2 separate regions of the Mus musculus genome follow, and region 2 is linked to region 1. The links are chromatin contacts, called in public HiChIP or PLAC-seq maps. All regions are on one chromosome and are shown on one strand. The core of a region is the stretch at or near the end of the contact, and the rest is flanking DNA. Distances in the headings are between cores, read along the strand shown. Region 1 overlaps Cat (catalase). Region 2 holds the start of Caprin1 (cell cycle associated protein 1).

Region 1 (4,522 bases), core at 1,422-3,921:
ATAAAATAGAACTAGCCCCCCCCTTTCAAACAAAAACATCTTCACAGTGAATCCAGCTATGTATTTATAAATATTTCACTTGGAATCTACATTTTTAAACTGAGAAAATAAAAATAGGTTCTAACTGAATTTAAATATCAATTTACAGAAAGCTCCCACAAGGGACTCCAGAGCAACTACCTTCTCATTCTTTGGCTGGGTGTGGTGGAAGTTACACTGAGCGAATCCCAGCCCACACCCGGGCTCCCAGAGCATCCACGGGAAAAGCCCTTGGGGCAGCCATTCATAACTGGAAACAGGGTAAGCACCTGAGCCAGGGCAGCTAGCAGTAGGGTGATCCGAGACCAATGATACAGTCTGGGGTAAGAAGACTATCGGATTCTCTCAACTATGACGGGACTAGAGTGAAGGGTGCTCAAAAAGAGAAAAGCTAAGGAAAAAAAACAGCAGAAAAGAGAGTAGGCCAGGTGTGGGCGTGGCCAAACAGCAGAAGTTGAGAGGCAGAGGAGAAAAAAAGGGGGGTGAGGAGGCAGTGCAGTGGGAACAAGCAGCCAGCAGTGGAAAGCGGAAGTGAACCCCCCCCCCACTCCCTGAGAACAGCAGAGCCGGGTGCCCAGGAGCCCTGAGAGGAACCCACACACTCTCGATGCCAGTTTTGTTGTGAGTTTTCCAGGATTAGGATTCAAACCCAAGGCCCTGTCTGTGTAAGGCTAGCAAAGTACCATTTTCCTGGTCGTCAGTGGCCGTCTCGGATCGCCAGGTCTAGTCCCTGGAAACTGAGTTCCTCTGCCAATAGACTTGCTCATTTCTTAAATTCCCAGGAGATCACTGTCCCCAGCATCGCCCAATCATTTCAATAAAGGCTGGGGGTGGGGGCTGAGAACGAGTCCTGATATGTGAAATGGACAGAGTAGCCAGACAGCTCTTTGGCTCTAGCCAATAGAGACTGATTTGTTAGAGCTAAGTCTTCTTTGGATTCAATTCAAGGTGCATTAGACACTGTGATGGTTTGTGTATGCTCGGCCCAGGGAGTGGCACTATTAGAAGGTGTGGCCTTCTTGGAGTGGGTGTGTCACTGTGGGTGTGGGCTTTAAGACTCATCCTAGCTGCTGGGAAGCCAGTATTCTGCTAGCAGCCTTCAGATGAAGATATAGAATTCTCAGCTCAGCCTGCACCATGCCTGCCTGGACGCTGTCAGCTCCTGCCTTGGTGATAATGGACTGAACCTCTGAACCTGTAAGCCAGCCCCAATTAAATGTTGTCATATGTAAGACTTGCCTTGGTCATGGTGTCTGTTCACAGCAGTAAAACCCTAAGTAAGACAGACACCTTAAGAAGTGGCCAGTAAGTCCGATGTGATGGCATGCGCCTTTAGTCCCAGAACTTGAGAGAGAGAAGCAAGGAGGGCACATAGGAGTCAAGGCCAGCCTGGTCTATATAGGCCAGCAGAGCTATATAATGAGACTAATGGCACTCGTTAATGAGGTCTGACAAGAAAAACAGCCAAGCTCCCAGGAGGAGCCCAGAAAGCCATTACCTGAGTGACATTGTCTTCATTAGCACTGTTGAAGCGTTTCACATCTACAGCGCACTGGACGCTGTGCTCCAGGGCTGAGCGCTGCTGCTCTGGTGCGCTGAAGCTGTTGGGGTAATAGTTGGGGGCACCACCTTTGAAAAGAAGCAGAGACATCCTTAGAGATGTCATCTTAGTCATCCTTAGTGAGTCATCAATCTGGGAAGGAGAGGCCCACAGCAGTAATCAAACACACATACATCAGGCACCGATGTAAACACATCACATGCTGGGAAATGATTCTCTCTCCTCAGGTCTAACTACAGGCTCGGGGACACTGCCCTGCCCACAGGCACGTGTGGGCTGCCTGAGTAAAGAGATCTCAAATGCCAGTCAACACTTCAGAGGTCCTTGTCTATAACACCGCCTGGTGCTTACCTGCACCAGGAAGTTTCTTCAAAGATGTGACGTAGTTGTCTCTGAGATCAGGCCCAGAGACACCGGGGGATCTGATCGTCTCATTTGGATGTAGGCTCCATCTAATCGTTGACTCAACTGTACAGAGCAACCTAGTTCTATCCCCTCATTCCCTGGCCAAATCTGAAGCTCTGAGATGTTCATAGCTGGTGCATTGTTGGTGGGGCAGGGCTAGAAGCCTGCACTTCTGTCTGTTTCAATGAGGAAACTCGACAAAACTCTTCCTCGCATGCCTTTAAGGCTTTGGAACATCTCTCCTTAGCTTATTCTAATGTTCCCCTCAATTCTATTTTTACTTTCCCCACTTGGAAAAGTTAAAAAATAAATCTGTATTTGTAATATGCTAGCTTTCATTTATCTTAATTTTTTTGGACAAAATACTGGCAGATATAATTATACATCCTTCATGATTCTGAGATTAAAAAAATAAAGCTTTTCTTTTTCTCAGCTTGGCATTTTTTTATTAACTTTTATTTACTGTGCATGTGCAGGTTTACTTATACCACAAAACCCGTACGGACGTCAAAGAGCTGCTTGTGAGAGTCAACTCTCTCCCTCCATCCACCATGTGGGTCCCTGAGAGTGAACTCAGATCTTTGAGCTTGCAGCAGGTTCCCTGAGCCCTCTGAGCTACCTCACTGGCCCCTTGTTGTGGTATATTTACTTTCCACATGGCACGCTGCCGCTTTGGCTGGTATCAGCAGAAACTTGACTATGGGAGCTCACACTGCCCGTACAGAACGCTGCCTAGGCTAAGGAGTGGCTCACAGGAAGCAGCCTGTGACTGGAATGCTTCGTGGCTCTCCGACAGGACAGATTTTCCACTATGGATAATTAGGAGATGCCACCTAACACAGTGACCAAGGCACCAAGGGTGCATGCAGGGCAGAAAAAAAAAAGGCCATATACCATTATGGCGATCGGTTACTCATTTCAGAACGTAGCCTTGGGGTAGCTGTGTCGCTACGGCAAGGAAAGACTTCAACAGCTAACCACCACAATATTTCTTCACTAGGAATTCACCCTTTGAGAGGTTTTTAATTCTATTTTCAAATACATCCTGACCTTTACCCAAGAGTGGGAGTTGTCTTGGAGGCTCTGGCAACTGGAAACAATTAAGCTCTTTCATGAGAATTTCCAGAGCACAGCACAAACGTGCTCTAAAATCAAGCAGAGGACTTCAGCGTCAACCCCAGAGCAACTTTCTCACAAGTGTGCCAGCGGGATGTAAACACGAACTAATTAACTATAAACTAAGCTCAAGAGAAACAGGGACATCTGTCGGTGCCAGGCACAGCTGCAATAACAAAAAGGCCACAAAAGAAGGAAAAAAACATCAAAGTCTCGAAGACCGGAAAGGCAAGATTTAGACACAGGAAGTGTCAACTACGACGACTCAGGCCCATGCCTCCAGAGTCTTAAGGGAGCAGAAATACTAGACCTACTCAGTGGAGTTTGGCAGAAAGCATGCGCAGTCAGTAAACGCCAGGGAGGCCTGGGAGTTAAGGACAGGACAGCAGAGCACAAAAAGCATGTGCAAAGCAACTAAATGTGTAAAAATGGCGCCTGAAGGAGCACTGCAAGAAATACTGAAAGATGCGATTGGCCTGGCCTCTGGGTGTTAGAACTATTACATGGGTGTTTGTCCTCTATATCCCAAGTTGCCTTTAGAGTACACATATTCTTTGTTATTGGAGGTGTACCCTCTAGTATACGATATGTTTGATTTTTGTACAGATAGCTACTGTTTCAAATAGACTTCACTGGTCAAACTTCTTCAGAGACCGACTTCTGCAGCTATTAACTTAAGCACAGGCTCCCAGCATGAAATTAAAAAACCAAGATATTCATTAAACTCGAATATTAAAAGAAGACACATCAACCAAGCACTCTGCTTGGCTATCCAGAACTAAGACCTGAGGCTTTCGGTGCATTGGCATCAAGAAGGTAATTAAGATGGGAAAGCCACGCACTTGACAAATGAACCCTCAAAGCACTCAAATGCAGGAGAATGTCATCTCGGTAGCTTACTTAGGTAAAGTCAACTTGGGCAACAGACATGGAAGAAGAGCACAGCCCTTGAAATTCATTCTCTCTCTCTCTCTCTCTCTCTCTCTCTCTCTCTCTCTCTCTCCCCTCCCCGCCCCCTTCCAAATTCCAGTCAGAGTTGGTGCCCCAGTTTCACCAGAACTACAGGCAGAGGCGTGGACTTTGTGCCTCTGCGTTTCCAAGGTCTCAGAAGGGTAAGAGTGACCTGAGGAACTGTGCATTCTGTAGCTTAGGTTGGACACACTCCACAGCAGCCATTGTGGTAGTAGAGCTTCCACCTAGCCTTTCGCTTCAGACAGATACCAAGGGCAACTGGAGGAGGGAACTCTCTGGGATGTGTATAAAATGGATAGAAACCAGGAGAGACCACGGGCAGCTCAAAACTTCATAACAGAAGAGATCTGGGTGGCTGGCAGCGCCTATAGAGCATGTCACAGCACAGGAGGTCTCACGGTTTGAGAACCACTGGCCTAGCATCCTGGC
Region 2 (4,680 bases), core at 1,777-4,276, 340 kb after region 1:
GGTGATGACATTACTCTTACCTATAGCTAGAGAGAACAAGTGGCCAGTTATGGTTCAAGTCTCCATGGGGATAACCTCATTTTCTGTGTCTTGTTTTAAAATGCCCTTAAACACTTCAATCTGTCACCTCACAAATATAATGACTGCTACTCAACATTGCTCTTTAATAAACATATTTGAAGAATTTGCAACCACTAACATTGATACCTCAAATCATTAAAGCTCATGTCGGATCCTATTCTACAAGAAACTGAGTTCCCAGAAATTCCAAAAATTAAACCGTTTGGAGCAACAGCCTAACAACACTGCTTTATTGCATTAGGAAAATTTAAAGATACCCAAGTTAAACTCAATTTCACACAGGGTACCAAACACACGCAAGTATCAGAAAATGCTAGCAGGGTGTGGTGGCGCAAGCCTTTAGTCCCAGCACTTGGGAGGCAGAGGCAGGAGGATTTCTGAGTTAGAGGCGCCAGCCTGGTCTTCAGAGTGAGTTCCAGGACAGCCAGGGGTACACAGAGAAACCCTGTCTCAAAAAGAAAAAAAAGAAAAAAAAAGGAAATGCTGGCATGAAATTCCATATTTGAATGTAGCTTACAGTGCTTTCACTATTTTAATATTTCCTCTTTTCACTATTTAATAATTTAATACATTAAAATTTCTTATCAAAATAGCTAAAGTTTCATATCTTGTTCATGTATATTCACAATTTCAAATAAAGTCTGGGAAGTTTTAGTAATATGGCCACTCTTCAACACTGAAACAGAAAAAGTACAAAGGTGAATGTTTCAAACTCACTACTAAAAATGGGAAATCAGCAGATAAACCACAAGATTAAGATGTAAATAGCCTGGATTTTTCCAACTTACCTCCTACAGCTCAGATTTTTAGCCAATATCCTATCTCACTAATCTCCTCTAACTAGTTAAACAACTAACTAAACATCTTCATGGGAATTTTTCAAAATTTTAAAATATGCCCCGGCAGGCATAAGTTATCAAAAGTTACATTATACTTAATGTAAAAGGGCAAGTTAGAATAACAGTTCCAGGTAAATTGCCTCCATTTTCACTCTACCACCCCATGTTTGTCCCTTTCCACTACTTTTCTTAATCAGGGTAGAAATTTACTTCTACCCAGACTCTTCCTCTAAACTGTGTTGGTATACGGTCCTACACTAAACGCATAAAACAAAAAAGCCGGTTTAAGTAATCTAACAGTATGGTCCAGAATGGCTAAATATTAAAGCCAAAACAGTGTGGGTGTGGCTCGACTTTTTGGGAGGGGGGGCTAGGCGGGGCTGCTGCCTGGTCTCTGCCCTCCCCCTCTGCTTTCGCTTTGTGCTCACAATGCAGCTCCTGTACAGCGCTTCCCTCTCCCGCAGCCGCCGCCATGTTAGACACTCCATGTGCCCAGAGACCCAGAGGCAGTCTCCAGTCTAAACTAGATCCACCTCCGAAAGATCAAGGAAATCTCCCTGACCCTTTAGAATGCTGAAGCGGTAAAAAATAATAAATTAAAAAGAAAAGGTCATGGCAAAAAACAACAACAAAAAACACTCATTTAAAAACTACCTCGTGACTAGGCTGGGCGTGAGGTTCCAAGCACCCAGACAATCGAAACAAAGGGGGAAACGTAGGGAGCCCATCGGAAGGGGGCGGGGGTACCCAAGCAAAGGCCCGCTTAACTAGGACTTGACGGGACTGCAACCCTAGTTCAGGTCTAGACACATATCTTTTCTTGGGAAGAGAGCCATTCCACCAGCCCCCAGCCTAGGTACCAAAGGCAAACGCCACAGTTACAAGGCATGGACCGCTCAACTCCACGAGCAATCGGGCCGGGCACACTGTTTCTTCCCCTTGGCCTCCTTCAAAAGTCAGGCCTCAGTTTGGGAGCATACCCAGCAACGGGCCCACCACCCAAGCAACCGGTCACCAGGCGGAAAGGCCCCGCTCAGCCTGATGTGAGTAACCGAGGCCTAGAGGCAGCGCCGCGTTGGGGTCAGGTGACAGGCACCTCCCCGAGGCGCCCGTTTTCTGGGCAAGGAGCACCATCCACCGCCGGGACCGGTGTAGGGCTGGAGCCACGAGCCCTCCCTCTCCACTAACTCCTCGCACCTTTTTCTTCTCCAGGTTCCGAAGTTTCTTGTCGATTACGCCGAGAATCTGCTTCATGGCCTCGGTCTGGACGGCGCCGGTGCCGGTTGCCGGATGCTGAGAAGCCGGCGCAGCTGCCCCGGCCGCCGCCTCACTCCCGGAGGAACCGGACGGCGGCGGCGGTCCCGACGATTTGCTGCCGCTTCCGCTGTGGCTGGTGGCCGAGGGCATCTTTAGACCGAGAAGAGAGGAGAGGAAAAAAGCGGGAGGGAAGGACAAGACCAGCAAGTCAGGAGACGGACGGGGAGAGACGCGGGACAAAACGCGCAGCGGGCGGGCGGGCAGGCGGCTACGCGCGCGCGCGGTGGGGGGAGGGGGCGGCGCGCGCCGCCGGCAGGAAGGGGCCCACGGGCACGCGCGCGACCCGCCAGCGGGGCGCCGGGCCGCCCGCCCCTCCCCCCTCCCCGGGGCACCAAGCTCGCGCCGGGGGCGGGGCCTGGCACGGCCGCCGTCAACCGCCAGGGCAACGGTCCCCATCGGGGCAAGTGGCACCCGTTGCCTTGCGAGAACGAGAGGGACAAAGGTCAGGGCCAGGGGTGGAGAAGGGCACTTGGAGTGACCGGGTTGGGGGTGGGGGTGGGGAGGCCCTGAGCGAGCCCTCCCAGCCGCTCGGACCGCTCCGAAGGTAAAAAGGACACCCAGGTACAGCGGCCTTCTTCCCCTTCGGCGCCTTTGATCCGGGATGGCGCTCACCGTGCGCGCGCGGAGCCGCTGGACGTCTGGAGTGGGCAGCCGAGGGGGGCAAGGGTGGTGCTGCGTTGAGAACAGAGACGTGCGCTCCGTGGGCGCAGGCCGCTTCGCCCTGTCCCCGCGGCTCTGAGCTGCTCCTAGTGGGACAAGAGCCGGCGCGGGAGGGACTTAGCCAGCCAGCGCTCTGCAACGAGGGGGGGCGGGAGCAATAGGGAGCGAGGGCCTTCAAGCCGGTGAGGCTGCCCGACTGGAATGCCTGTCGAAAAAAGGTCACCGGACCGCGCCTCCCGTCGGGCCGTGTCCTCGGCGCCAGGTTCCTGTCCCTTTGCATATCTGGAAAGTACCCTCACGGAGACCGTTATCCCAGATCCTTGAGTTTTGAGTGAAACCTAAGCTGGGGTCCTTCAGGCGAAATCTCTTGACATCCTAACGGGGACAATGGGTGTCAAGCCTCAGGCTCTGGAGCTGAGGACTGCCCCTTGTAGAGCCCTTATTTGGTGGGAGTGGGGGTTGGAGGGGCAAAGGTTTCTGCAAGTAAGGGGTGCGTGGGGTGGGTGGTGCAATCCCAGCTTCTAGAATTCCTTCTGTATGGAGAGCATGCAAACTCACCCTAAAAGGTCTGAGAAAAGGCAACTTGCCACATAATAATTATACAATAACCTAGGCATGGAGAATGAACATCCTTCATGGCTTTTTGATCTCCTTAATTACCCCAGTCATGTTAAAAACCCGTCTTCTCCTACCCTGAGATAGATAAGTACGCCCTATCAGGAATTACTTATCTTTACCCGATTTGTTTAAGATTTTACCCAAAACTTTAAAGACTATGCAAGATGCCGGGAGGGGGTGCGAGGGGGGCACTTTTTTGTCCAGGAGAATTATTTGGGGGGCGGGGGGGTGGTCAAAGAGGGTGGATAACGAGTAAAAGGAAAAAATGAGTGATCTAGAGAAAGGTACTAAAAGGAATATGATCCGTGGAAAATTCAGCAACATGATGTATGAGAGCAGTAAATGACCAATTTATAATTTAAAATCCATGAAAAGGAAATTTAGAAGAGGGTTCTATCAAAGAATTAAAATGACTAACACTGGCTGGCACCAGTATATCCTGAGGGAGCCTGGAGAAACAGCAGCACCCCGTGGCCTTGAGATACTCACTCCACTTAACTGTAAAGTCTGTAATCTGTGCTTTTAAGTATTTATCGAGCACCTTATGGCATGCTAGGAAATCTGCAGTGCTAGAGATGGTGAACAAAACAGCTTTTTTTTTTTCACAGTGTTTGTATTGGGAGGTATGCACAAAAATAACAAACCAAAGGAAGAAAAAAAGGTGATGGGGAATGAAAACCTTCCTGGGTACTTCTGAGCCAGGACTGGAGGAAGCAAAGAGAGCTTAGAGGAGGACCTTTCTAGTAAAAGAAACACCATTGAGCAAGATCTGAGAGGAGCTTGGTTAGTGCTCCTGCCTTTAATCCAAGCACTGGAGAGGCAGAGACAGGCAGGCCTCTTAAGCTCAAGACTACTAGACTAGCCTAGTCTACCTAGTAAGTTCCAGACTGAACAAGAGTGACATAGGAGAATATGGCAAAACCTTAATGTGTTTCACAGTGGCTAGAAAGAGTAAGAAAGAAAGCCATAAGCCGGGCAGTGGTGGCGCACACCTTTAATCCCAGCACTTGGGAGGCAGAGGCAGGCAGATATTCTGAATTCAAGGCCAACCTGGTCTACAGAGTAAGTTCCAGGACAGCCAGGGCTGCACAGAGAAACCCTGTCTCGAAAAACCAAAAATAAAAAAGAAAGCCATAAAGGGGCCTGGCTTCGATATTTGCTGAGT

Evidence for each region. HiChIP or PLAC-seq counts read pairs in DNA pulled down with a chosen protein or histone mark.
Region 2: an H3K27ac HiChIP or PLAC-seq map of oligodendrocyte precursor cells shows a contact between it and region 1, with 4 times the contacts expected there. The contact joins the promoter of Caprin1 here to the enhancer-like site in region 1. A contact is called at or near these places in 1 of 484 Hi-C or Micro-C datasets (CD4 T cells), 19 of 115 datasets of contacts at active chromatin or transcription factors (the 230-238 cell line, the SCID.adh cell line, T-cell acute lymphoblastic leukemia and 13 more) and 3 of 9 other capture datasets (adipose tissue, liver and pancreatic islet).

The regions. Positions count from the first base shown.
Region 1 is chr2:103,458,705-103,463,226 of GRCm38.p6, forward strand. Cat (catalase) reads right to left here. Exons shown (of 13, transcript NM_009804.2): 10 at 1,538-1,668. Among named protein-coding and RNA genes, the nearest start is that of Cat, 24 kb to the right of the region's middle. Within about 2 kb of position 2,672, at least 55 of the 459 cell types and tissues checked have an H3K27ac peak or open chromatin away from gene starts, as enhancers often do. A contact at or near this core is called in T-cell acute lymphoblastic leukemia, double positive thymocytes, embryonic limb bud and 3 more, where this site is marked.
Region 2 is chr2:103,794,614-103,799,293 of GRCm38.p6, forward strand. It overlaps Caprin1 (cell cycle associated protein 1), which reads right to left and starts at 3,027. Exons shown (of 19, transcript NM_016739.3): 1 at 2,850-3,027; 2 at 2,118-2,327. The coding sequence starts at 2,327.